Regions from separate parts of the Sus scrofa genome. Here region 1 is linked to region 2. Evidence: chromatin contacts called from public Hi-C data. All regions are on one chromosome and are shown on one strand. The core of a region is the stretch at or near the end of the contact, and the rest is flanking DNA. Distances in the headings are between cores, read along the strand shown. Region 1 holds the start of BRI3BP (BRI3-binding protein). Region 2 holds the start of AACS (acetoacetyl-CoA synthetase).

Evidence for each region. A called contact is a pair of places that touch in the nucleus more often than the background predicts.
Region 1: a Hi-C map of embryonic fibroblasts shows a contact between it and region 2, with 2.0 times the contacts expected there. The contact joins the promoter of BRI3BP here to the promoter of AACS in region 2. A contact is called at or near these places in 1 of 5 promoter capture datasets (liver) and 10 of 47 Hi-C or Micro-C datasets (brain, embryonic fibroblasts, epiblast stem cells and 4 more).

The regions. Positions count from the first base shown.
Region 1 is chr14:28,200,777-28,208,008 of Sscrofa11.1, forward strand. It overlaps BRI3BP (BRI3-binding protein), which reads right to left and starts at 1,330. Exons shown (of 3, transcript XM_001924273.7): 1 at 963-1,330. The coding sequence starts at 1,166. It overlaps DHX37 (probable ATP-dependent RNA helicase DHX37), which reads left to right and starts at 5,376. Exons shown (of 27, transcript XM_021072287.1): 1 at 5,376-5,613. The coding sequence starts at 5,508.
Region 2 is chr14:28,167,395-28,174,512 of Sscrofa11.1, forward strand. It overlaps AACS (acetoacetyl-CoA synthetase), which reads right to left and starts at 1,867. Exons shown (of 18, transcript XM_021072487.1): 1 at 1,555-1,867. The coding sequence starts at 1,687.

The DNA of each region.
Region 1 (7,232 bases), core at 80-2,579, 33 kb after region 2:
TGAGACCTGGAATTTAAATTCAAACTTCTTTCCACTCCAAAACCCCAAACTGGCACAGAGCAAAGGAATTAAGAGGTGGAACAGCAAGGACTGTACTTAAGGCCCGCATGACCACAGACAACTGTCCCCTTATTTATTCACTTCCCCCTTCTCAGTGGACTTTTACCCCAATGGCGCCTCTCACCCAGCTACAGAGGGCACAGCGAGGAGAAAGAACTTCCTGCTCTTCTCCGGAGCGCTCAACACCATTCCCAGGGTTCTGAGGCTCTTAAACAGCTCCCAAGGAAACAAAACGCTCCAAGTAAAAGACCCTGCACACAGTAGGGGCTCAGGGCTACCAAGCCAGGTAGCCAAAGTAACAGAATTGACTGCATTACGCCTTTCCTTTAAAAAAAAAAAAAAGAGAGAGAGACTTAAATATCTTCAAAGCAAAAGGAGGAAGGCCAAAGGTGCTCAGGGGAAGTGGGTCGGCTGCTAGGCTAGAGGAAATTTGGGGTTGCTGCGGAGAGCGCAGCAGCGTGGGGAGAGCGAGCGGGCGCGAGCCGGCAGGGCGCCCCCTGGGCAGCCGCCACGGTGCCTGGCTCACAGTAGGCGCTCATTCAGACGCGTTGAATGAATGAATGAGAGGCGCTGCCGGCGTCAGCGCATCTGCGGGGATGCCCTGGCCGCGCTGCCCCCGGGGACAAGGTCCAAGGAGAAGTGCAGCGAGAAAGAGACGCCCTGCGCCCCGGCCCCGCGCCGGAACGAGCCGCTAGACCCGGCGCTGGCCCGGCAGGGGCGCGGGCCCCAGGCGGCAGGCCCCCGGGGCGCAGGCCCGGCACCCCCGCCCCCGGCCCGGGCCCCCCTCTTCCCGCGCCCCGGCCGGCCGGCAGCCCTGGAGGCTGCGCACGGCCCAAGTGGGCCCCGACGCCAGGTGCGCGGCGGCCGGGCAAGGTGACCGCAGGCGCGGGCCCGGCGCCCACCTTCTGAGCGGCGCGCACGTTGTCCTCGCCGAACAGGCTGCTGACGCTCTGCGAGAAGGTGTTGACTGTGCGGCGGTAGCTGTTCTTCTCGGTGCCGCCGCGGCCCCGCGCTCCCTGCGCCCCCGGGGCCAGCAGCCCGAGCAGCAGCAGCAGCAGCAGGAACCCAGTCCCGGCTCGGGGCCTGCCCGAGACGCGCGCGCCCATCCTGAGGCCAGTGGGATATCGAGTTGGGGAGACGGGTGAGGGCCACACGGAGGTACGCCGCGACTCCGGCGGGGACCGCGTTGGCGCGCTCCGGAGCCGCGCGCCGCACCTCTGCTGCCGCCACCGCCGCGCCACCTGCCCCGCCCCGCGCGCAAAGGCGCGACGGCCCTGCCCACGCCTCGCCCCGCCCCCGGACGCGGTACCGCGGGGGACCTAGCCTGAGCGCGCGGGGCGGCTTAGAGGTTACTGAGCTCCCCACCCCCACCCCCGGAAGCCCTCCCTGACCTGATGGGACTTTAACCTTTCCTTTTTTCTTTCATACTTTCTTTTTTTTTTTTCTAATAATTTTTATTTTTAACTTTTCTACATATGAAAAGAAACCCAAGCTTGTAAAAGTTGAAACAGCCCCAACAAGGACAATGATTGAAATTGATTGGAAAGCAACAACTACGTATTTTTTATATATCGGGGAATTTAAATGGTACCCAACAAATAGATAACGTTGCCAATGGCATGGGTACCAGCTTATTCATTCATTCTGAAATGTTTAAATAAGTATCAGGCGTCCCTCCCGCCCTTCTTGAACGAACTCTATTTTCGGAGTCACGAAATAGTGGAGGATGGAAAAGTTCTTTTTAGGAAAGTCCAGCTAGTAGATGAGGAGGCAGTGAGAGAGACTAGAAATTAGAAAATCATTTTGTACCGCTTAATGAAATAATGGATCCAGGCGATGATCATCAAGAGACTTGAACCAAAGGGTGGCAGGTTGGTGGAGAACTTGAAAATGGAGCAGCCAAGTAGTCAGGACTTGGACCTGCTAGTGTTCCAGGCAGAAGTACCAAGCTCCATCTATGATTGATTCTTGCCAAAATACTCTGGGCCCGAACTTGAAGTGGCCTCAACATCTAACCATCAGTTTACAGGAAATATGGGGGGATGGAGGAAAAAATTAGAAGCAGCAGAAGCCATCAGCCATAGCCAGAATGTGGAGCATTCTACAGGACAAATGACCCAGTTTCTTCAATAAGTAAATGACATAAAAAATGAAAGCAAGGGAGGTTTATTGGTTTTAAAAGACTTAAGAGCCTTAATAACCAAATAGAATGCAAGGGCCTTGTTTGCACACTAAATCAAGCACACTGTGTCTCACCATTTTTTGAGACAACCAGGAAAATAAAACTTAACTTTTGCCAAAGAGTGAAAATTTTTATCTTATTTTTGAACTCACATTTTTCTGCATTCCTGGTGAGGTTTTCATATATTGATTGACTCCATATTTTATCCTCTTTTTTTTTTGAACTATAGCAAGCTTGCGGAGAGGAAAAGGCACGAATCATAAGGTACCTCTCTATGAATTTAAACAACACACAGGTAGAGAAAAAGAACATTACCATCTTTGCAGAAAGTTTCCTTTTGTTCTGCCTTGTTCACTATGCTCCCTCCAAAATTTAGGGGATTCATTTTGCCTCTTTTGGAACTTTATATGTATTAAGGTATGATTTTTGTGATTGGTTTCTTATTCAACAGTTTATTTATTAGACCCCTGGTGTTGTGTATGTACCTTTTTCTTTTTTCTTTATCAAATGTTCTTTATATCTTCTGGAGATAACCCTTTGGTATATAATATATATATATTTTTTTGTTTTGTTTTTCTTTTTAAGGCTGCACCTGTGGCATATGGAAATACCCAGGCTAGGGGTTGAATAGGAACTGCAGCTGCTGGCCTACACCACAGCCACAGCCACAGCCACACCAGATCCAAGTCTCATCAGTGACCTACAGTGCAGGTTTGGGCAAACACTGGATCCTTAAGCCATTGAGGGAGGCAGGGATAGACCCTACATCCTCATAGATACTAGTCGTGTTCTTGACCCACTAAGCCACAGTGGGTACTCCCTGGCATATAATCTTTTAGAAGAAAATATGAGAATGTACCACTACCTACCCAATTATTTTAATATGAACACACTTTTTATTTACTTAAACATATTTATTCCTCCTAAGCAATAAAATCCTTGAAAACAGGTTTGGTAAGTTCATTACAACTTCTGCCTCTCCCAATCCTTTTTAATTGAAAGTATGTTCATATACTATCTACATCCTGTCATGTACCACCTGTGTGTTTGCTTGTTTTTGCTTTTTTTAGGGCTGCACCCATGGCATATGGAGTTTCCCAGGCTAGGGGGCGAATCTGAGCTACAGATGCTGAACTATGTCACAGCTCATGGCAACACCAGATCCTTAACCCACTGAGTGAGGCCAGGGATGGAACCTGCAACCTCATGTTTCCTAGTCAGATTAGTTTTCACTGAGCCACGATGGGAACTCCGGGGTTTGTTTTTGTTTTTCAAGGAAAGACAGGTGCTTATCCAAATTAATCACACTCTTCATTCATTTGTTCGTTCTTATATTCAACATTTATTATTTGTCACACCCCAGAAAGTTCCCAGGCCAGGAACTGCTGCAGTGACAACTCAGCAACTATTCATTGCTTACCTATTCTACAGCCAGATTTTTTTTCTTTTTTTCTTTTTAAGGCTGTACCTGTGGCATATGAAAGGTCTCAGACTAGGGGTCCAATTGGAGCTGCAGCTGCGGGCCTATGCCACAGCAATGCTGGATCCAAGCCACATATGCGACCTACACCAGAGTTTGTGGCAATGCGGGATCCTTAACCCATTGAGAAAGGCGGGGGATCAAACCTGCATCCTCACAGACACTAGGTTGGATTCTTAACCCACTGAGCCAAAATGGGAACTCCTGCAGCCAGATCTTGCTCTGGATTATTCAAGTGTTTTTCCTGAGGCAGTAACTTTAAATAACTTTTTTTTTTTTTTTTTTTTTTTTGTCTTTTTGCCATTTCTTGGGCTGCTCCTGCGGCATATGGCGGTTCCCAGGCTAGGGGTCTAATCGGAGCTGTAGCCCCGGCCTACACCAGAGCCACAGTAACGCGGGATCGTCAACCCACTGAGCAAGGCCAGGGATCGAACCCACAACCTCATGGTTCCTAGTCGGATTCGTTAACCACTGCGCCACGACAGGAACTCCCTAAATAACTTTTTAAAATAACTATCCTTGGAGTTTCCATCATAGCTCAGCAGTTAACGAATCTGACTAACATCCATGAGGATGCAGGTTCGATCCCTGGCCTTGCTCAGTGGGTTAAGGATCTGACATGGCTGTGAGCTGTAGTATAGGTTGCAGACATGGCTCAAATCTGGCGTGGCTGTGGCTGTGGTATAAGCCGGTAGCTATAGTTCGGATTTGACCCCTAGCCTGGGAACCTCCATATGCCATGGGTGCAGCCCTAAAAAGCAAAAATAAATAAATAAAATAAAAAATAACTTTATCCTTTCCAAAATTCTGAGATAACTCCTAGTGCCTTCATTTTTTTTGTGAGACGATTTAAATGTTTGCCCTTAACGGAAAAAAAGGAGACACAACATAACCATTCTTGTTCACAAGATAATTATAGGATTCTGAAAATACATTATTTCCAAGTGCACTACAGACAATGTGATGTGGTAATGAGAATTCAAAGTTATCTAATAGATACCTTCTTTTTTTAGTTATTCTGTCACTTAATATTTAGCGCCTTTTTACTATACAACTAATGTTTCCTTCAGAGTATCAGAAAATGCAGATAAGCAAAAAGAGAAGGAAGAAGATTGTATTAAGGGTTATTTTTTTTTATTTTTTGGTCTTTCTGTCTTTTTAGAGCCGCACCTGAGGCATATATGGAGGTTCCCAGGCTAGGGGTCCAATTGGACTTGTAGCAACCGGTCTACGCCACAGCAACGCCAGATCTGAGCTCTGTCTGCGACCTACACCACAGCTCCCGGCAACCCCGGATCCTCAGCCAACTGAGCAAGGCCAGGGATGGAACCCATGTCGTCATGGATGCCAGTCAGGTTTGCTAACTGCAGAGCCAGACGGGAACTCCAAGGGTTATATTTTTAAAGGTGATAAAACACTCCCATTCCCAAGTAGCTAAATTAATATTAGTACATGATTCAGATTTAGAGACTCACACTTCCCGGGGTCTAAGGGCCCCACAGAGGCCTCAGTTTAATCAGCCCAGGCTATTCTCCACTGAAGCCTCTGTGGCACCCTTAGGCCCTTGCCGCTCCTTTAACTTGGCCCCACCCTCCTCCGACCAGCCCCGCCTTTCAACGTGGCCCCGCCTCCAGCCCAACCCAGCAGGGACCCAGCTAGACCCAGATCTCGCGAGAGCGCAGCCCGGAAGTTTTCTGTTCTGAACCCTTGGAAGGGGCTCACGTGGGTTGGGCTTTGGAGTGAGCGGGTTTCGCAGCCGTCGGGAGCTGAGCAGGATCTGGCATCATGGGGAAGCTGCGCCGGAGGTATAACATCAAGGGGCGCCAGCAGGCGGCCCCTGGCCCTTCCAAAGGCCCTCCCGAGCCGCCCCCCGTGCGACTGGAACTGGAGGGTAAGTAGTCCCCAGATGGGGGCTGGGTTTCGGAGGCGGGACCAACCGGGGCCTCCCGGCCAGGGCTGGCCAGTGGCGGCCAAAGGGCTCCAGGACTATGCCCTGCCTCCGAGACTCGGACGCGGGGGGACCAGAGAGACGCACCCCACACCCCAACTCAGATGACCCAAGGGAAGAGAGGAATAACTGAATTTGGAACAATACCTGGAGCTTCTTTCCAGTGGGGTCCAACCCTAGGACTGCAACATGGGGAATTTGGGCAAGAAAATAAGGTATTTCCATCTATCTTGATGGTTTTGATTATAACCTCCCTACCAGCGATCCTTCAGTTTTTATTTTTCAAGCCATAGCTGTGTGCTTAGCTCCAGGGCTGCCTTACATTTCTGCTCAGACCCCTCGTTTTTATTAGAAACGATTATTGTGTTCTACGAAGGTAACAGAAGAGGAGATAAGGAAAAAAATCCCTGCCATGCAGAGTTTAGATGCGTCTGGGAGGAGACAAGAAGAGATAAACCCAAAGAATATAGAATGTTATGCAGATAAAATGCTAAAGAGGTGAAGCAGAAGAGATGTTTGGGGGAGATGTTTCATAGGTTGGATTGGGAAGGCCCCATTGAAAAAGCATGGAATCCTTGCTTAAGACCTGAAGGCAGCCAGAATAGCTGAGTGGAGATGAAATTTAAAAAGGGGGCAGGATCATGTAGGGCCTGGTGGGTCGTGCAAGGACTGTGACCATGGGAGGGTTTAGAGCAGAGGAGGAACATGATATGGGCCCGCTTTTTTTTTTTTTTTTTTTTTTTTGTCTTTTTGCTATTTCTTGGGCCGCTCCTGCGGCATATGGAGGTTCCCAGGCTAGGGGTCGAATTGGAGCTGTAGCCACTGACCTACGCCAGAGCCACAGCAACGCGGGATCCGAGCCGCGTCTGCAACCTACATCACAGCTCACGGCAACGCCGGATCCTTAACCCACTGAGCAAGGGCAGGGACCGAACCCGCAACCTCATGGTTCCTAGTCGGATTCGTTAACCACTGCGCCACGATGGGAACTCCTGGGCCCGTTTTTTAACAGCATCACTTTGGCTGCTGTGTTGACGAAAAGCAGTAGAGAGCAAAGAATAAGGGCAACTAGTTAGGAAGCTGCTGAGTTCATTCACTAGGGTGGGAGTTGATGCTTGGACCAGGGAGGCAGCAGTAAGAGATGGTTGGATGCAGGATGTATTTGGAAGATAGAGCTGATAGGAGTTGCTGGCTGACTGTGCACAAGAACAAAGGAGATGTCAGAAACGACCCCCAGGTGTCCGATCCAGTGGCTGGAGAAGATAGGGCTGGGCAGCTTGCTGGAAGACGTACAGGTTAGTTTTGCATATGAGTAGTTGGTGGGGGGTGCTATTAGATATCCAAGTAGAAGGGTAGACAGGCAGCTGCTGATTTGCATGCTTTGAGGGAGGCAAGTCCAGGGGAGGTAGCAGTTTGGAATCATCTGTGTATAAAGTCTAAAGACTGGATTGCCTTACTCGTGCAATGAGTTCAGCCTATGAGGTGGGGGCAGAGCACTGGGAAGGTGTGGGACCGTGAAGAGGATCCACAGTCTGTGTCAAATGTTGCTGTGGGGTCCAGGA
Region 2 (7,118 bases), core at 617-3,116:
GGTGTAGGCTGCAGATGAGGCTTCAGTCTGGTGTTGCTACGGCTGTAGTGTAGGCCGGCAGCTGCAGCTCTGATTCGACCTGGGAACTATTTCATATGCCCGGGAACTTCCATATGCCACAAGTGCAGGCGTGAGAAAAAAGAAGAAAAAAACCCAGTGTGCTGAGCCGAGGATTGAAAAAAGAGAGAGACAGAATCAAGGCAAAGTAACACGGAATGAGGATGTAGTTCCACTCCTGGCTCTTCTTAGGAGTCAAGTCTGTCTCCCAGGTCAACAAACATTAACTTAGCAACTATGACCTGAAAGGCCCTGACAGTAATAAGCCAAGCGCTCTTCTAGGAGCAGGCAGGAGGGAGAGGGAAGCCAAGGGAAGGGGCTCCGTGGAAGCTATGACACCCATCGCACTGGCGTGCTTGGAAGCTGCCAGGTGGCAGGGTTTGCAAATACACAGCCAACAAGGAGACATTGTGAGCCTGGAGGGGGTAGGGCAGGGGACCCGGTGTTGATAAAGTCAGACCTGTGCTTCAAGGCTGCCCAAGCAAAACACACAGTGGTGTTGAGGGGGAGGGAAGAAAAGCAGGAAGCAGGAAAACGAACCTGTGTTCAGAGAAGAGGAAATGAAAGCCCCAGAGGAGGTGCTGGCATTGGGGGGGAAAGGGAGTGATGGAAGAAGCCAGAATCACTGGAGTCCCTGGTGCCAGCGGAGGGGGCGAGAAGGGGAGGAAAGGGTCCTAATAGGTGAAGACCCCAGAGGCCGGGGGTACCCAGGAGGTAGGTGGACAAGCCAGGTAGAGCTGGGAGAAAACTTCTCACCCAGGTCCACACCCAGCCCGGTGGCTCCTGACACCAGGGTGGGAGTTGGAAGGGAGGCCCTGGCCCAGGTTCCATTCAGGGTAGGTATATAAACATGTGAGGGGATTTCCACCTGGATCCCAAAGACAGAACCCTAGCTGACCATCCTTCTCCTAGGGGCCTGGAATCCAGGCTGGCCTTCTAGTGGGGTCAGCCTGGTGGGGTACGAGAGGGCAGCCCAAGGTACCAATGGCTGGCAGGTGACCCCCTCCCTCCACCAAGAGACCAGAAAATCTAAAGTCAGAAAGACCCTGTGTCAGGGAGAAGCCCCCCCAGGCTGGATGGCAAGACCCCAGGGAGCTCCCCACTTTACAGATGAACACTTAGCAAGGGACTTCTCGGTCTACAACGGTCCCAAGGCCCGAGGGGCGATCCTGCCAGGGAGATGGATGCTGCAATGAAGAGAAAAGGAAGTGAGAGCCCGCACAGACAAGGGGGCAAAGCCCCACAGTCAGAAGATGCGCTACACCCTGAAGAGGGGCCCCCATCTCCAATGGCTCCTCCAGGCCTCAGAGTAGGGAAACTGGAAATCAGGAGTCCAACTCCAACTACGAGGTGGGGTCCTGACATCAACGCTCAGGCATAGGAGGCGCCCCGGACCCCAGGAGGAAGGTCCTTCTGCCAAGGTGGTTCCTTGGACCCCTTGGGTGGAAGCCGATTTCTGGAAGCTCCCGGCCCCCAGAACACGCGCCCTGCACTCACCCAGGGCCAGGCCGCAGACGGCGCCCGCGGCCTCCCGAAAGCTGTCCATCTGCGTGTTCTTCTTGCTGTCAGGCTCCCACATCACCTGGCACTCCAGGATCTCCTCCTGCCCGGCCCGCGTGTCCTTGGACATGGCTGCGGCAGGGACGCCGCGGCTGCGCTGGGACGGGAGACCGGACCGGGGACGGCGGCTGACGCTGGGGTGCGAGACTACTGGCTGAGCTGCTCTGCTGACTGAAAGCAACTGCAGCGGGCGCGACCACCCGGTAGGACACCCGGGGAGCCCCGCCCCCTCCAGGCCCCCCCTCTGTAGGCCCCACCCCTCTCGAGGTGTAACCCTCCGCGGGAGTCGCGCCTCGCAAAGGAGTGCTGCCGCCGCAGGACTGAAATCTTCATACACCGGCCAGGTGTCTGCGCCCGCTCCGTGGGCACAGGCTCCCCAACATCGCCTGGAGCGTGGAGGGGTTAAAGCAGCGCTAAGTCTCTGATTGGAAACCACCATCCATCACCTTGATTCTGGACTGGCCTGGTAGAGCCTGTTATTCAGTAGCTGCTGGAAATAGAAGTCTATCAGCTTCTTACCCCAGAAGTTCTTCTCGCCCTTCCCTTGAGTCCCACTTCCTGACTCCTTTGTTAGAACTTGGGCAAAATCAGTTTTCCGCTACAACCTGTCTAAGCTCCAAGACTGCTTATTTAAGCCAGCGGCAGGTCTTTGTTCTACTTTCCAAAATATCTCCATGCATATGCAGACACTTAAAGAAGTCTATCTATGTAAACTTATATATGGGTATCTATAGATACGAATCCTGTATAGGTCAGATATATAGGATACATATATATTCACATACAGCATATACATATAAATGGGGATAAGTAAATGATGGAAGAGTCAGCCAATGGACTGTGCCAAGTTTGCTGAGTTAACCAGGCCAAAGAGCTGGTGGAGGATTTTTCTGGCTTTGCTGGTGTGGTTGCCTCGGTCCTCCCTGCCCACCCATGGGGCTGTGGAAATCGGGTGGATGGTACGTACCTAGGAGGAGATGGTACGTACCCCAAGTGATGTGTCAAAGTTCAACCTCTCCACTTCCTCTCCAGCCCCAAGGGGAGAGCAGAGGAGAAAATATGGCAACAAGTCAAGATCTTCAACAGGAATAGAGATAAATAAATGGTGGGGAGTCATCGGATGGAATCCATGGGCAACATGGATGGAACCCGTTCCTCCGCGGTGACCCAAGCCATTGCAGTTGGATTCTTTTTTACAGCCACAGCTGCTGCATATATAGGAGTTCCCAGGCTAGGAATGGAATCGGTGCTGCACCTGCCAGCCTACACCAAAGTCACAGCAACATCCCATCTTAGCCATTTCTGTGACCCATGCAGCAGCTCACAGCAACGCTGGATCCTTTAACCCATTGAGCAAGGCCGGGGATTGAACCTGCATCCTAATGGGTTCTTTCTCTTTTTTTTGCCTTTTCTAGGGCTGCTCCTGCGGCATATGGAGGTTCCCAGGCTAGGGGTCAAATCGGAGCTGTAGCCCCTGGCCTACACCAAAGCCACAGCAACAATGGATCCGAGCCGTGTCTGCAACCTACACCACAGCTCATGGCAACGCTGGATCGTTAACCCACTGAGCAAGGGCAGGGACCGAACCCCGCAACCTCATGGTTCCTAGTCGGATTCGTTAACCACTGAGCCACTCTCCCCAATCCTAGAGATTTAGACCAGCCATACAAGCCATCTAAAGCATGCTACGGTTTAATCTCTAAATTGTTTTGAGCAGGGAACGGAATGTGACCAGATGAGGTGACTCTCCACCCTCTGGTTTGATTTGGCTTCTTATGTATTTGCAAAGTTCATTTTTCAGACGCCAGGCTTCCAAAGAAAAGGATCATGAAAAATACAGTCTCTAGTGTATTCAGCAGGCACAAAAAGTGAAGGAGGGGTTAGATGGTGCAATAGGATACAGAGAAATCTTATTCTCTCCGACCTCCAGAAGGCTGCACTTGCTTGGAAATCTTCCCCCACCACTCCACTCTATTGTAGGTGGTTATAATTCAAAGAAGTGCCCAGATTCGGTAATCCTATAGCCCGGGGCAAAATATCAATGCAAATATTTAGGGAGAGGTTACTTGAGAGTTTTAGAGTTGTCAATATTGTCAATATTTTAAGACTATATTGAGCATTTCTTTTGGATATTCCAGGCAATTTACACCTTTCTTTTATTTTTCTTGGCGTTCTTTTATTTATTGTGTGTATTTGTACTGATTCTTTTGGGTTTGGGAGTCTTTTTTTAATTTTTTGGATGCCACGAGAGTGTTCGAATATGCTGGAGAAGTTCTCAGAAGAAGGGATAGCCCCCTAGGGACAAAGCTGCTCGGTTCTGTGGCTCTGCTCCTTTCTCCTCCAATTGGCACGACAAACGTCCCCGCGGCCCATCCGGACAACCTCTCAGGACACCAGCCCGCCCCGCCCATCCAGGAGCCCGCGCCCTCGCTGCCGGCGGAGGGATCCAGTCCACACTGACGAACCACACTCAGCTCGCACACTGATTGGCTGCCAGGGAGCTGGCCTCACATCGGCCCAGGCCTTTCATGGTGAAAGGCGGGCCTGAGATCCAACCAATTGAGAGGCGTCCCGGTGCCTCGAGGCCACGCCTCTCAGCCAATCGCAAAGGAAATCCGGAAAAAGGAGTGCGGGGCGGGATCACCCTTCGACTGTTAAGGGCGGGTGTAGTCACCTTGACAACCTGTCCCCTGCGGGTCTGTCCTGCTGTGACTCTTTGTCTCCCTCAATTCCGAAATATTCACCTTTGAGCTTACTGAGTTACAGGAGTTACAGCCTTGAGCTTGACTTCTGGGGAGCAAAAAGGAGGGATTTGCGTCTGAAGGGCTAGGACACGCTTATTCTTTCACGTTAATGTTCAGGTGTGTATTTTGGGCTCCTAGCATGTGTGAGATTCAATGCACTTGATGAATCAGACCGATAAGGAGATTTGATGCTCTCTTCGCCCCAATTGTCCCGAAAAGACTCATTACCCCTCTGGAAGACAAAATGCGCAGGGGAAGCTCTCAATTCCCCTCTTTAGAGCAGGACCAGGACCTGGCTGGCCTGTCTCAGGTTGTGCTGTCTTGGGGTGAGGTCTGAGGCTCTGAGGGATCTTGCAAAGGTGACAGTGGTCAGATTCTGGGACACCACTAAGCGATACAGACATTTCAAGGCAGCTGTTGTGTCTTGTCAGAGACTTCAGAACTTCAATGCATTGCAGCATATCCCAATTCCCCCAGGGCAGAACCGTAGAAAAATAACTTAGCTTTTCCTCGCAGGATTCAATCTTTCAATATTTATGGGAGACACTGTTTAGGGAAAGATCCTTGGTGTTTTCTTATATGCTACCAGTAATAACAAATTCCACAATAAATAAAACAAAATAAACACATAAATAAATATTATGAAGTCTTTCTTCTCTAAATGGTAATATACTATCCACCCAAACTCAGAGGTTGAAAAACAAGGCCAAGCCACTTAAATTCTTATGAGCATAGGGAAAAAAATGAAGAAATGCTGATACTGTGTTATGGTTTAAATGCATCTGCGACCCACACCACACAACAACTCACAGCAACACTGGATGCTTTACCCATTGAGCAAGGCCAGGGATCAAACCTGAGTCCTTGTGGATGCTAGTCAGATTCATTTTCGCTGAGCCACCACAGGAACTCCTAAATGCCTACTTTACATGTTTACATTTAATAATGTAATACTTTTAATTAAGGCTAATTATTTTTAACATATACAGTGTTAGAATATATACACAGTACGGGAGTTCCCGTTGTGACACAGTGGTTAATGAATCGACTAGGAACCATGAGGTTGCGAGTTCAGACCCTGGACTTGTTCAGTGGGTTAAGGTTCCGGCGTTGCCGTGAGCTGTGGTGTAGGTCGCAGACGCGGCTCGGATCCCGCGTTGCTGTGGCTGCGGCCCTAGAAAAGGCAAAAAGACAAGAAAAAAAAAAGAATATATACACAGTATGATGCTTTGTGCTATTCAGAAGAAATTTTCAGGTTTCATTAAAGATTTTGATTCATTATGTGCTTACGACAAAGGGTATGCTTAAGTTTAAGGTTGTATGAGTACAGTATACTTGCAAAACTTAGTGAACCCTCTTTGAGATAAGTTCAGGAGTTCCCTGGTGCTTCAGCAGGTTAAGGATCCAGTGTTGTCACTGCTGTGGCTAAGGTCACTGCTGTGGCACAGCCTGGGAACTTCTGCATGCCAAGGGCCCAGCCAAAAAAAAAAAAAGGCAAGTTCAGAGGCTAACTTGAGACTTTGATGATGGTGGGAGCTAGAGTTGAATTAAAATAAATATAGAGGAGTTCCCATTGTGGCTCAGCAGGTTAAGAACCCGGCTAGTATCCATAAGAATGTAGTTCCAATCCCTGGCCTTGCTCAGTGGGTTAAGGATCCTGCATTCCTGTGGGCTGTGGTGTAGTTCCCAGACAAGGCTTGGATCCCTTGTTGCTGTGGCTGTGGTGTAGCTCCGATTCAACCCATAACCTGGGAATTTACATATGCTGCAAGTGCAGCCCTAAAAAACTAAAATAAAGTATAAACGATGTAAGTATGACTGAAAATATTAAAGTAGAAGGAGAAAAATGACACACCAATTATATAACTCTAGAAATAAAAAGGGAATTTAACCTGAGCCCATAGCTTGTACCTCTGGTAGGGCTACATGATCCATTTCCTTTTCTGTTATTTTCTCCAGTTATGTTTTGTAAACATTTTTCTGAGCATAGAGATATGTATGAAATATTTATGTTTGTACAGCTTATGTATGAATTCCCAGATTTCTTTTTTTTTTCTTTTTGCCATTTCTAGGGCCACTGCCGTGGCATATGGAGGTTCCCAGGCTAGGGGTCGAATCGGAGCTGTAGCCACCGGCCTACGCCAGAGCCACAGCAACGTGGGATCCGAGCCGAGTCTGCAACCTACACCACAGCTCACCGCAACGCCAGATCCTTAACCCAATGAGCAAGGCCAGGGATGGAACCTGCAACCTCCTGTTTCCTAGTCGGATTCGTTAACCACTGCACCACGAGGGGAACTCCACCCTCTGCCTCTTTGGAGCAGTATCTCAGAGCTGTCTGAGATGCTGCCTCCCAGATTATAGTCTTAATTTTGCCCCCAGTAAAAGTTAACTCTCAACTTCTAGGCTGTGCATATTTTTAAAGTTGACAATAGTCATCTATTTGATAACTAATATCTTTACTGATACAATGTAAATGTATCAGTAAATGTAGGGGTTATTTTTGTTTGTTTCTTAGGGCCGCACCAGCAACATATGGAGGTTCCCAGACTAGGGGTCGAATGAGAGCTACAGCTGCTTGCCACAGCCACAGCCATAGCAACTCGGGATCCAAGCCACATCTGTGACCTACACCACAGCTCACAGCAACACTGGATCCTCAACCCACTGATCGAGGCCAGGGATTGAACATGAGTCCTCATGGATGCAAGTCAGATTTGTTTCCACTGAGCCATGATGGGAACTCCTACTGATAAA